Linked DNA regions of Mus musculus: all the other regions are linked to region 2. Evidence: chromatin contacts called from public promoter capture Hi-C data. All regions are on one chromosome and are shown on one strand. Each heading gives the region's core, a stretch centred on a gene start, on an enhancer-like site or on the middle of the called end of the contact. The rest is flanking DNA. Distances are from core to core; before and after follow the strand shown.

Region 1 (4,243 bases), core at 1,149-3,648, 240 kb after region 2:
TAAAATCCAAAGTCTTTTTACAATTAAAAGTCTCTTAACTGTGGGCTCCACTAAAACAGTTTCTTCCTTCAAGAGGGAAAATATCAGGGCACAGTCACAATCAAAAGCAAAAGTCAATCTCCAACTGTCCAATGTCTGGGATCCAACTCACGATCTTCTGGGCTCCTCCAAGGGCTTGGGTCACTTCTCCAGCCAGGCCCTTTGTAGCACACGAGTCATCCTCTAGGCTCCAGATGCCTGTACTCCACTGCTGCTGCTGCTCTTGGTGGTCATCTCATGGTACTGGCATCTCCAAAACACTGCATGACCCCTTCAGTCCTGGGCCATCAATTGCAACTGAGGCTGCACTTTCACCAATGGCCTTCCATGGCCTCTCACAGTGCCAAGCCTCAGCTGCTCTGCTCAACTCCTTCATGCCTTCAAAACCAGTACCACCTGGGTGACCCTTACACATTACCAAGTCCAGCCACAGCACAAGGTACAACTTTGGCTATATCTGGAACACAGCCACTGTGCTTTCAGAAAATACTTCCCAGAAGATGTCACCTCAATGATGCTGGTCTCTTCTTAATCACCGCTAATTTCTTAGCTCCAGCTAACCAGCATCAATAGTCCCAGTAATGCAAAGTTTTTGCTTTAGTAGTTCTGGTATCTTGTTAATCACAGCTGATTCTTCAGCCCCAGCTAACCAGAACTACAGAATCTTCACAATCAAAACAGGAATGGCCCTGAAAAGAGTCTTTAATTTTCCCTCTGAAATTTCACACACCAGAGCTCCAACTTCTGCAGTGTTCTCAACATTATCTTCCAAGCTCCTACACAACATCCGACAGAGGTCTTAACAATGGATGGATCTTCAAGCCCAAAGTTCCAAAGTCCTTCCACAGTCCTCCCCAAAACATGGTCAGGTTGTCACAGGAATACCCCACTTCTGGTACCAATTTGTCTTAGTCAGGGTTTCTATTCCTGCACAAACATCATGACCAAGAAGCAAGTTGGGGAGGAAAGGGTTTATTCGGCTTACACTTCCATGCTGCTGTTCATCACCAAAGGAAGTCAGGACTGGAACTCAAGCAGGTCAGGGAGCAGGAGCTGATGCAGAGGCCATGGAGGGATGTTCTTTACTGGCTTGCTTCACCTGGCTTGCTCAGCCTGCTCTCTTATAGAGCTAAGACTACCAGCCCTGAGATGGTCCCACCCACAAGGGGCCTTTCCCCCTTGATCACTAATTGAGAAAATGCCTTACAGTTGGATCTCATGGAGGCATTTCCTCAACTGAAGCTCCTTTCTCTGTGATAACTCCAGCTGTGTCAAGTTGACACAAAACTAGCCAGTACAGAGAGTTCCAGGGTAATTCAGACCCTATCTCTAAATACATACATACATACATACATACATACATACATATATACATACATGCACACACACACACACACACACACACACACACACACACACACACACACACACCAGCCTGGCTTATAGAGAGTAGCCCTGGCTGTCCTGGAACTCACTTTGTAAACCAAGCTGGCCTCGAACTCAGAAATCTGCCTGCCTCTGCCTCCCAAGTGCTGGGATTAAAGGTGTGCGCCATCATGCCTGGCTCTACCTTATTTTTGAGACAGGATCCTAACCTGAGACTCATTGACTGAGGTAGGCTGGCTGGTAGGGATCTGCCTGGTACTGGGGTTACACTCACAGGCTACCCATTCTTACTTTTTGTGGGTGCTGGGGATTAAACTGCCGCTTGTATTCCAAGCACTTTACTAACGGATTTATCTCTGCAGCTGCTGACTTTATTTGTTGAGAGGATCTTACGAGGCTGTGCTGAAGTTCAGTTATGTGTTGCTAGCCTGGCATGGCTCCATGCCCAGTGCTATGATAGAGTCTTGTGTCATTGTCTAGAGAAGACTCGAGGCTCCTCTTGGAGGATTGAGGTGGCTTGTGTTGTTCTTGGACCCACCTGTTGTCAGCCCAGTCAGCTGCTCACAAGGGTCACAGCAGCTGCCTTTGCCTCCCTCAGAGAGGAAACCTCTCCCAGAAGCCCTCTGGTCTTGAACTGTATGCTCTGTAGACAGTCCTACTTTCTCTCTGGGAGGAGGGAGGGAGGGAGGCTGCCTACAGGGGGTGAGGTGACTGCAGTTAGCCAGCCTCAGTGTGCCTAGGAGCCAGGAGGCTGTAGCAGGCCAAATACATAGAAAGCCCAGTGGTGGGACTGAACACTGAGTCAGCTGCTTGAAGCCAGGGCCTCGGGGGTGAGCTGCTCTGCTGGACTGGGGCACCATGTGGCTAAGTATATTTGTTACTTTTCACGTCAGGGCCCTGATATGAGTCTGGATGCTGTGGTAGGACCCACAGGAGAACCTAAGGTGTGGAGATTGAAAGAAGTGACTAATAAGAAAGGGTCCCTGGAGGCTGGGAGGGACCCAGTATAGGGCACAGGACATGGCTTCAGGACGCTAGTTGCTACGGCAGGAAGGAAGGAAGGAAGGGTGTGTGTCAGGCTTCCCTCTTTGAGGAACTCTATGTGTGTATATGTGTGTGTGTCTGTGACAGCAGCTGCCACTCAATAGAGCAGAGACAGTAGGTTAGAGACTTGCCTAGGCTACAAAGTGAATTCGAGGGTCTATGGATTCCACAGGCTTAATGGGTTAAATCACATATAACTACCAAGTCCAATGAATTGACTCCTATCCCTGGGAAACAAATGATGGGAAGAGAGAATTGTTGTTCAAAGTTGTCCTCTGACCTGCACATAAAATTCTGCCAGCCCCACCCCTGCTCAATGTAAAATTTAATTTTTTTTCTAATAACTAAGTTCTTGGAGAGTGGGTCTATAAGAGCTGTTACTTTTTTTCTCAGGATAGTCTTTGAGACTTATAACTAGCGTCTGTGTCTTCATCTGCCACTTTGTTCTTCCTGTCCTGGATGGAGCCTGTAAACACAGCTACTAAAAATGCTTCAGGATTCAGGGGTTTATGCTGCCTGGAGTGGGATGCAGGGTCCCTCCTGCATCCGGCTCTAGGTGTCCTTATGAATGGAAACCATGCTTAGGGGTAATAGGTTATAGCCTGGACAACCTGGGTAGCTGGTGACACACTAAACTACAGTCCCTACAGAACTGGGGATACAGCAGATAAACAGTAGAGACCTGGAAACTGTCAAGTCCGGTTCTTCATTTGGAGGTCAGTAGGGGAGCTGGTCCCCTCTTTCTTCCCTTTCCTTTTGTATCTCTGTCCCAGACGCTGCTGTGCTATCAAGATTTCGAATTCTTCATTGCCCAGCACACAGAGAACGTGTGAGAACCTTCTAGATACTTCTGAGCTTATGTGTTATGTAGAGACTTATGTGAGTTTCTTTCACAGTGTGTCAACCTTCTCATCAGTGGAAAAATACGGGTCAGAAGCCTTTGGGGAAGGTGTAATTGGACTCACAGTTTTGCGGGTCTCAGGCTGTGGTCCTTGGCTGTTGATTCTGGACCATGGGATGTATAATCGAGCTGAGTTGCTTACCTCATTGATGAACCAGGACAGAGAACATGGAAATAATTGGAGACCAAGCATAACTTTGAAAGGCACAGTCTCAGGCCCTACCTATTGTTTCCAGAATGCTTCAGATCAGCTCCTGCAGCTAGAGATGAAGCCTTTATCCACATACCCTGTGGCGTCATTTCATATCCAGCCCATAGTAAGCAGTGTGAGTGGAACAGTTTCTGTTTTCTCTTAGCCTTCCATGTGTCTCTTGCAGGACAGTCTGGTCCTTTGCATACAGAATAGCAGCAGACAGCCTTTGCTCTTCCTACCATACTACAGGATCAAACACTCCCTGAGCTGTGAGGCTCCCTTACCTAGCAGCTAGAATCTGAGGGTGAATGTGTGTTGAGGAAGGGGAACCTTAGTCACTGTTCTGTTGCTGTAAAGAGACACAATGACCAAAGCAACTCTTAAAAACAAAAACATTTAATCAGAGACTTGTGTACAATTTCAGGGGATTATTCCATCAACAAAGCCATTCCTCCTAATCCTTCTCAAATAGTTCTACTCCATGGGGACTAAGCATTGTATATGAGACTATGCAAGCCATTCTTATCCAAACTATCACAGTTCTGGTCTATATCTGCAAGATTAATTCTGATGTAAAATATCATCTTTGTAAACTAAAGCCATAATTATATACAGTACTTTGCTAGAAGGAAGTTGTCTGATTTTAGGGTTCACTGAAACTAGCTAGCTAGTGTTCTCAT
Region 2 (4,499 bases), core at 885-3,384:
TTTTCCTTTTCCGCTTTTTACCTGATTCCCTACGCCTTCCTGTCAAGGAAAGGGCAGGGGAGGTGAGTGGCCTCCGGAGGGCCTGGGGTGGGAAGCCACAGTAATAAATACTGAAGGTGTTTATCTTTCAGAGAGAAAGCCTGATCCACCCTGGTGCATAGACACTTCCGGGTCTATCTCTGCACCTGGGCTGCCTGAATGTTGGCATATACAGGTGTGCTGGGCAGGACTGAAGGGCAAGACCCTGGGCAGCAGGGTACAGCCCGAATCCAGTGTCTACTGTTCCACCTGGAGGTGGCACCTGCAGGCAGTTTCCCTGACTGTCACTCTGCAAGCTAGTGTGGACAGCTGGCAAATCCAGGCCTGCTGACTTGTTTACTCAAGCAACTTTTCCCATCGCTGTGATGGGCTTGGCTGGGTCAGATGTGACAGATCACTCATCCCATATCCCTCAGGACCCACACACAGCAAATCAGACAGTGTTGGCCACTCACCTGTCTCCTCCTCCCGATGGTCTGGGTTCAGGTTGGAGGTCGCACATGCACACTCCAGGTGTTCCTCTAACCTCACCTGGACCTCTTTCAATTTTGGCTTCTTCCTGACATACTCCACTTTGGCCACCTGCCGAGGAAACAAAAGCCAGTGTCAAAACCATGTACCCAAAGGAGACCTGCTTGGGGCACCCCAAACCAGGACTCAGATACCTAACTCTCTTCAAGGCATCTTCCCTTGAGCTCAGGTCTGCTTTCATTCGAAATAAACCCCAACGATACTAGGCCTACAGCTGCCGTCCCGGCAGCTTCTGTCCCAGCAGCCAGAAGCTCGAGGTCAGCCTGGACTACACAGCAAGGGATGTGGCTCAGCTACCAGAGCACTTCCTCAGCAGTCACAAAGCCCTGAGTTCCATCCCCAGCATCATATAAACTGAATGAATGTGGCGGCAGAAGCCTGTAATCCCAGGGCTCAGGACGTGGAGGCAAGAGAACTAGGAACTTAAGACTCCTAATTGCCCAAAAGATCTGAAGGGCGTCAGCCAAGAAAGGGTGAGCTGGACGTAGGATGGTGGAACATACTACTACTCCCTTTGTTAGTAAGAACCCAGAGTCTTGGCTAGGAACAGCAGTGTGGCTACAAAGCTTGCTGATGGAGGGAACCCTCCCAACTTGTGGTCTCTGAGAGACACGCCAACCCAGCAACACACCTCCAGGTGGTACAGAAAGTTTCTACCGGATTCTAGAACCCCAGGCAAAGGCTCCCATCGTCCTGGCCAGATGCGGAGCACTACAGCCTCATCCTCGCAACACTCGGGTCGTGAGTGTGCCAACTCCACCCCCACAGACTGTGAGTCGTGCACACAGCTCCCAACAGAGGAATGCAACTCCACACACTCCCTCCCCCCTCATCCAGTAGTTCCTTAACCCACTCCAGCCCCCACCAACTGCTGCACCAGGAGGCAGCTTGGGGCCATGCACCCTGCTCCATTCCAGCATGACGTGGCATTAGGGAACCCTCTAGGTCACCTCCCTCAGAATCCAGACACCAGGACTCATTTAACCCTCCTGGCCAGCCAGTGAGTGAGGAGGCAGGATTGTCACCTCCACAGATAGAAAAGAAAAATCAGGCACAACCAGCCCTCTCCTGAGGTGACCCGGAGAGCGTGGCTGGCGGCTTGTTCCAACCTCGATGCCACCTGGAATAAGTGTCAGAGAACAGCCACCCTCCCAGCACTGCAGAACTGCATACAACCAGTGCCAAATCTGTGTCCGACTCCCAGAGCAGCCCTAAGGGGTCTCTACCTCACATCCCGCCATACACTAGGGAAACTGAGGCTACAGCAGTACTGAACCCACTCCGGGTGGCTTAGAGCACCTAGCAGTGGCAGCCTTGTGACGTTCAATGCTGGAAACAGTGCGTGGCCCACCCAGAGTGACCGGGGGAGCTTGGGCAGGAGAACACTCCCCAGTGTTCTCCCAAGGGTATTAAAGCTCAGGCACCAAGAGGACCCTTGGAAGCTATGGTCAGCCATCCGCCAGAGTACCAGGCCAGGCAGCTTTCAGAGTCCTGGGGACCAGACTCAGCCAGACTCTGCTGTGGCTACCGACTTGGCTACATTAATGGTTAACATGGGTGCAAAGGGTGCCGGGTGCCTGGCGGGCGTGGGAAGTAGAATGGGTGCCCCAGGTGTGAACAGAGTCTGCCAAGTATGAGCTCAGCATGGAGGGCGTGGGGCCAGGGGTCAGGGGTCAAGGGCCAGCCCAGGAGGTTTCACTACGTCAGAAAGCGGGAGGGACAGCAACTTGGGGCCGTGAAAGCCAAGGAGGGTCTTCCCCTGAGAGCTGTAGGCATGTGGCAGGCTTCTGCCCAGGGGTCTTGCTCAAAATGTTTTGGTGGAGTGCTGGGCCAACCTGGGCATTTGGGTCGGGCTATGCTATCCAGATACCTCCAACCTGACCTGTGAAATAGGGACAGTGGTCACACCCACCCAGGTAGCTCATGAAAGAATAAAGTTTTCTCTGCAGCGGCAGCCAGAGGTCAAGTGGGTATGGTGGGGTAGGCTGAGGCTGGAGGATTTGCCTCAAGTCCAGCCTTGTCTACAATATGAGTTCCACGCCAGCCCCCAGCTATAAGACCATGTACCCCAAAACAAACAAAAGACACAACAGTAAAAAATCACCTAGAAATGGGACACAGCCACCCTATAGGAGGAGCTAGCTTCAACAAAATCAATATTCACACAAGGCTCCTTACTAAAATTAGCCCCCAAACACTGTTCAGGAAGTCACCATGTCCCCAGAAGCAATGCAATCCCCGGTCCCTAAGCTCAGGGTCTCACACTCCACCCCAGGGAACAGAAGGGCAACCCCTGTCTCTCCCCTTCAAGAGCCCTGAGGTAGGTCAGGGAGGGAGAACTTCTTCCAAAAGAAAAACATCAGCCAGTCCCAAGAGGAGCTGTAGGCAGAGATGCCACAGTCCCCAACCTCCAAAGATGTCTATTGCCTTTGGTGATCCAGCAAACTCCTAGACTGCCTAGATTTAAAAAAAAAAAAAAAAAGAAGAAGAAGCCTGAAAGAGACCACGGCCACAGACACCAGTGGTGGGTGCTCTCCTCTTCCACCACAGCCTCTGTGGTGGGAACCAGGTAGCCTCACGCGGCCCTGAGCACAGGCTGTCAGAAGGGGACTTGGCTTGGTTTTAACTACAGCCCTGCAGCCTGACCCAAACCCTGCCTGCAGGGCAAGTACAACCTTCTCCACTGAGCCTAGGGGTCCCCTGCATGAGGAGCAACTCATGAGCCGCTCCAGCTGGGGAGGCCCATTCTTCCAGACAGGCCCATGGTTATCAGACAGAAACAAACAGCGGTTTATAGTAGCACCTGCCTTGGGAATGCAAGGATTCCAGCCGCTCTGCCACCTCTGTCTGGCCAGGAAATGGCTACAACCACCCCTACACCCCCCCCCCCCCCGCACGCACGCGCACACACACACACACACACACACACACACACACACACACAGAACATGTTATGAATATTACATTTTCCCACTTGTGCCCCATGCATTCCAGAGCTCCCTCAAGTTTAACGCAGAGGATCACCTGGCCAGGCCATTATCCAATCACTCCTCTGCACGGAGGAGGGGTAGGAGGGGTGGGGGGGTTGTCTTTCTACTCCAAGCCTCAGGACAGTGATGTCTATGATAAAAGCCAGTGCTGATTGAGCTGAGCACAGGGCACAGTCCCTCCTGCAGGTCAGCTGCATGGACCCAACTGGAGCCTATTCTACTAGATGAGGAACCAGGGGCTGGCAAGTGGACAGCTTGCCCAGGCCCCTCACTCCTCTGCTTCCTACTCAGCTAGACATAAAAGGAATGAGCCCCCAAGGTCTCACAGCACAGAGACCTGGGACCTTCCCACAACAATCCTTTAACTTGACCAAGAGAACATTAGGTTATGGCTCCCAAAGTGCCCCATGGACATCCAGTGACGGGGGAAGCTGGGCTGGGACTTAAAGGCTGGGGCACCCCTGTCCCACCTGGCTGAGGGCTCACAGCTTGATAAGCATCAAGCACATCCCAGGTGTTTTCTGTCACGCTGCCCCAGCCTCCTTGGATCTCAAGCCTTTCATTGGAGGGACCGAGAGACTTGCTCCTTCAAGACTAAAGCCTGCCTGGCCACCTTCTCTGAAATCTTTGCACAAGCCAAATGATGGAGCCCAGCTGGGACTTTCCTTAGGACATAGCTTCAGACCCTACTCAAGTTGGGGGCACCTTCAGAAGCCTGGAGCCTAACCCAGCAGAGCCCCTACGTCCTGCATGTTGGAGACTGAGTCGTCAGCAGTCAGGTCAAATGATGGCTCAGAGCTGACCTGACCCCTTAGCAGTCCCATGGAATGTAGACAGAAGGCTCACCTCTGTCCAAGCTAAACACTCCATGGGCTCAGCTATGCTGCGAGGTGCAGGCAGGCCCACGGGGCGTCCTTCTCCCATCTCCACAACAGGGTA
Region 3 (4,341 bases), core at 27-2,526, 190 kb before region 2:
TTCAACAAGCTTATCAGTCTGTCGACACCCCCACTCTGGGAGAGAGGAGGCTGGGAACATAGCTCAGCCATTAAACTGCTTGCCTAGGCATGGACCTCAGAGAACACTGAGCACAGGCCCCGTACAGTTAGTTACAGTAGGCGGCTGAGACCAGGGAGGGCTGAGACAGATTCTTTCATCTTTCACTATAGGACATTGGGGTGCATATGTGTAACTTTAGCATAGGAAGTCTGAGACAGACAGATTCCAGGAGCTTTCTGGCCAGCCAGCCGGGCCAATTTTGTGAGTTCCAGGCCAATGAAAGACCTGAAAGGAAAAAAAAAAAAGAAAAGAAAAGGTGGATAAGGCTGTCCTGGTGGCATAAACTTCTACTCCCAGCATTTAGGAAGCAGACTCAGGCAGGTTTCTGTGAGTTTGAAGCCAGCCTGGTCTACATAGTGAGCCCCAGGACAGCCAGGACTACATGAGAATCTGTCTGAGAAAACAAACAATAACAAAAGACAAACAGATGGGATGCTCCCGAAAAACAACACTCGGGGTTTTCCTCTAGCTTTCACATGCACCCGTGTACAGCCACTGCCATTCCTAGTCATCAGCCCGTCAAAGTGAGTGGCCATTGAGCCATGGGCCCCTATTACCCCTCACAACGCACGCGAGCACACACACACACACACACACACATACACACACACGCGCGCATATGCACAGGCATGCACACACGCCTTCCCACACTGGCTTCTGGAAGACTAAGGAGGAAACGTTTGATCAAGTCAGGAAACTATCAGAGATAGTTGGCCACTGCCCACCACCTGAACCCCACCCAGGCCACTTGTGCATACCTTGTACATAAATCTAATCACTCAGCAATGTAGGGGGCATCAGCCTCACCTGCCAGTGTGACTGAGGACTGGGAGGGCCCAGCAACCTCAGCTGTGTCTCTGCAAGGAAGAATCTAAAGCTGGAAGGTGTGTGGGACTCCATTGTGGGAGCATCCAGGCCTAGGAGGCCCGAAAGTGCCCACTGATCAGGGCTGAGCCCCAGGACCACATCCTGGGAGGAGTTCTCGCTTGAATGTATGGCCCAGGGTGGAAGCAGGGAGCCGGGGAGGGTCCAGATTTCATGCTAACATTGCTTCAGACAAGACTTTGGGCAATGGCAGGCTAACAATTCCACATCAAGGTCAAATTACGTCAGCAGAGGGAACTTTGATTCTTGTGGAGTGACGGTGACCTTTCATAGCTACCTGGCTTCCGTATCTTTGGCTGGCAAGGAGACGGGGAAGGTCAAATGCCAGTCCTTCCAGGGTTGTCTCCTGCTCACTGTGGGAGGCAGGGGTGTTAGTGCCTAGAGAGGATGGGCGTGTGCGCGTGTGCACACATGCACACCACACACACACACACACACACACACACACACACACACACACACACACAGAGGCATGGTGCCAAGACCCAAGCTGAACAGCCTGTGAGTCCGGGATGGGTGCATGAGAGTCCCTGGCTAGCATTAAATGACCTTTGAACTTCCTGACTGAGAAAGGGCCCTGTGGGGACCTGAGGGTTCCCCTGTCCATTCAGCAAGCTCCCTGCTCTTCTCAGCTGCTCTCCCAGGGTCCTGAGAGCTCAGGGGTCATGCCCTTTGATATAGAAAGTGTCTTAAGTTGAGAGGCTTGCTCCTCTCAAGGGCTCTAAAGCTTCCCTGGTGCAGCAGAAGGCTTTCTGTGGTTGTGGATGTGAACCACACCAGGCCATCTGCCAGAGGGCCAGATGTGGCCAACGCTCACCACTTTGATTCCTCTGAGCAGGGACGCAGACATGACTGAGGCAAGTGCAGCCTCTCTTGCTCGGGAGCAGCTTCTGATGTGCCTGCTAGCATCTCCCTGCTCACTGCTCTTGAACAGCCCCAGATGGCCTGGCGTCAACCCTCCAAGACCTGCCATCCAAGAGAAGATGTCATGGCAGGGTTAGGCAGTGGGGCAGGAGTAGGAATTACCAGGAATCCTGGACCACAGTATGTGTTCTTTGCTGTGTGCTACCTCTGTTCCTCTGGGGCCAGGGCAAAAGTCATCACCAAATACCCAGCCTCACTGAATGAATACACAGCCATAGGAACAGAGCAACAGGACCCAACAGATGGAAACCCAGGGCCTGCTCTTTACCCAAATCCCCTACTGATGAAGTTTCTAAGTGTGGGCCAGGAAAAGCATGTGTCCTCACCTGGCACACAGTGTGTCTGCTACTATAGGGTGTTGGACCTACACTGAAGAATTCAGGAAACAGAGCAACAAAACGGACAGCTAAGAAGCCATGAGTCTTGTGGGGTTAGGGCCTTGAATGTGTGACACATTGGGAATTTAAATAATTTAGAGAGAGAGAGAGAGAGAGAGAGAGAGAGAGAGAGAGAGAGAGAGAGAGTGTGTGTGTACAAGCATGTGCAAGTGGGTACGTACATGTATGTGCCTGTGTGTACCTGGACTCAAGTCAACAGCAGGTGTCACCCTTAGACACCATCTACCTTGGATTTGTTTGTTTGTTTTAAAGTTAGGGTCTCACTATGCAGCCCTGGTTGACCTTGAACTTGCTTGTAGACCAGGCTGACCTAGAACTCACAGAGATCTGCCTGCCTCTGCCTCCTGAATGCTGAGATTAAAAGCATGTGCCACCACACCTGGTGCACCTTGGGTTTCTTTTCTCCTCGCTGGTTAGAAACTCACGGCGTAGGGTTGGATTGGCTAGCCAGTGCGCCCTGGGGATCCTCCGGTCTACCTCCCCCCAGAACTGGCTTTTTAAGTGTGGGTCCTGAAGATTAAACTCAGGTCCCAAAGCATTCATTTTAGTCATTTGAACCATCTCCCCACTGCCTATAATTTATTTTTAAAAGAAACATAGGCTTATTTATGGGGCCCGGGGCGGGGGGAAGGGGCAGTATGCATGCCACAGCACATGTGGAGGTCAGAGGACAATTTGTAGGCATTGCTTTTCTCCGGCCATGTGGGTCCTGGGGGTTGAAATCAGGTCTTCGCTTTGGCAGCAAGCATCTTTAGCCACTGAGCCATCACAGTCCCTTTCATTTAACCCTCGATGATGATCCTCTGACAGCTGATTAGCAGAACACCTAGAAATGGGTGTCAGCTTGAGTTCCAGCGGCACCCACACCTCTGCTTGTCCCCTCAATCCAGAGAGTCCCCTCTGTGACAGACTCTTCCTGTCTCTATCTGTGTTCTACAGGCAGACGAGAGAGCAGGAGACGCCGCCTGACTTTTTTTATTTCTCTGACTATGAGAGGCACAATGCGGAGATCGCTGCCTTCCACCTGGACAGGTAAGTCTCCTCCATTCACACTGGCAAGAGCCATCTGGATCCAGATTCAGCTATGTCCTCGTGCATGCCACCTACTGAGAAGCATGGCCTGGCCTTAGGAATCTTTGTAGCTACAGGAGAACCTCAGGTATCATTTCTTAGAAGCTGCCCCGTATTCGGAATCACTGGAACTCTTCAAGTAGACTAGGCAGATGGCTGGCTGGCTGGCTGGCTGGCTGGTGTGCCCCAGGAATCCTCCTGTCTCTGTCCCTCAGTGCTGGGGTTATAAGCATGTGCCACCACACTTGATTGCTAGAGACTGAACCCACACTAAGCTGTCTCCCCAGCGATACATGCTACCCTCATTGCACTTATGATCCTGGTGGGCCCTGCCCTTCCCCCTGTACCCAGCAAGGAGCAGCAGGAGCACATGCTACACCATTGGGAATAAAGGGGAAAGAAATCAGGGCAGAGAGAAGCGCTCAGCATCGTGGGTGGGTTTGAACAGGTCAGGAAGGCACCTTGGAGGGAAGGATGTTTTGGTGACGATAGGTGGGAGGCTTTGTCACTTGTCTCTTGAGGGACAGCCTTGACCCAGCAGAACCTGGATCACTGTAGGTTCCACATGGCCCTGTCGGTACCCTGAGGAGCTGTTCACAGGCCTAACCCTGGGATCCTCTCTGAGGGGCACAGAGGGACCTCTTCCCAGGCAATAGCAGAGGAATATGACTCAGTATTCATCCCTCGAGACCCTCCTGCTTGTCCCACAGCTGTGGCTAGACCTAGATCTTATCTCAGCTGTCATGGGATGGCCCAGACTGCAGAGTCCAGACTCCATCTTTCTCAGAAGACTCGGGGAGATCACAGAGCTTACATGGGAACTAGAAATCCTCAGAAGCCAGATATTTAAGCATCCTGAACCCAGGAATCCTCTCTGTGACAATGGTGACTTTGCACCATGAGGTCATCCAAGTTGCCTGCTTAGAAACCAGCCATGATGCTGAAGAGATGACTCTGCTGTTAAAATGCTTACACATCTGGG

Evidence for each region. Promoter capture Hi-C pulls out the DNA fragments that hold promoters and counts their contacts. Capture Hi-C pulls out chosen DNA fragments and counts their contacts.
Region 1: a contact with region 2 is called in a promoter capture Hi-C map of adipose tissue, with 2.4 times the contacts expected there. The contact joins two enhancer-like sites. A contact is called at or near these places in 1 of 39 promoter capture datasets (pre-B cells), 1 of 484 Hi-C or Micro-C datasets (bone marrow-derived macrophages) and 2 of 9 other capture datasets (adipose tissue and macrophages).
Region 3: a promoter capture Hi-C map of liver shows a contact between it and region 2, with 2.8 times the contacts expected there. The contact joins two enhancer-like sites. A contact is called at or near these places in 3 of 39 promoter capture datasets (3T3-L1-derived adipocytes and liver) and 1 of 9 other capture datasets (adipose tissue).

The regions. Positions count from the first base shown.
Region 1 is chr5:139,218,328-139,222,570 of GRCm38.p6, forward strand. The region is part of intron 2 of Sun1 (Sad1 and UNC84 domain containing 1); the gene reads left to right. Among named protein-coding and RNA genes, the nearest start is that of Sun1, 20 kb to the left of the region's middle. Within about 2 kb of position 2,399, at least 24 of the 459 cell types and tissues checked have an H3K27ac peak or open chromatin away from gene starts, as enhancers often do. A contact at or near this core is called in adipose tissue, where this site is marked.
Region 2 is chr5:138,978,652-138,983,150 of GRCm38.p6, forward strand. It overlaps Pdgfa (platelet derived growth factor, alpha), which reads right to left. Exons shown (of 6, transcript NM_008808.4): 5 at 495-621. Among named protein-coding and RNA genes, the nearest start is that of Pdgfa, 14 kb to the right of the region's middle. Within about 2 kb of position 2,135, at least 43 of the 459 cell types and tissues checked have an H3K27ac peak or open chromatin away from gene starts, as enhancers often do. A contact at or near this core is called in adipose tissue and liver, where this site is marked.
Region 3 is chr5:138,789,960-138,794,300 of GRCm38.p6, forward strand. It overlaps Fam20c (family with sequence similarity 20, member C), which reads left to right. Exons shown (of 10, transcript NM_030565.6): 4 at 3,228-3,320. Among named protein-coding and RNA genes, the nearest start is that of Gm5294, 28 kb to the right of the region's middle. Within about 2 kb of position 1,277, at least 3 of the 459 cell types and tissues checked have an H3K27ac peak or open chromatin away from gene starts, as enhancers often do. A contact at or near this core is called in liver, where this site is marked.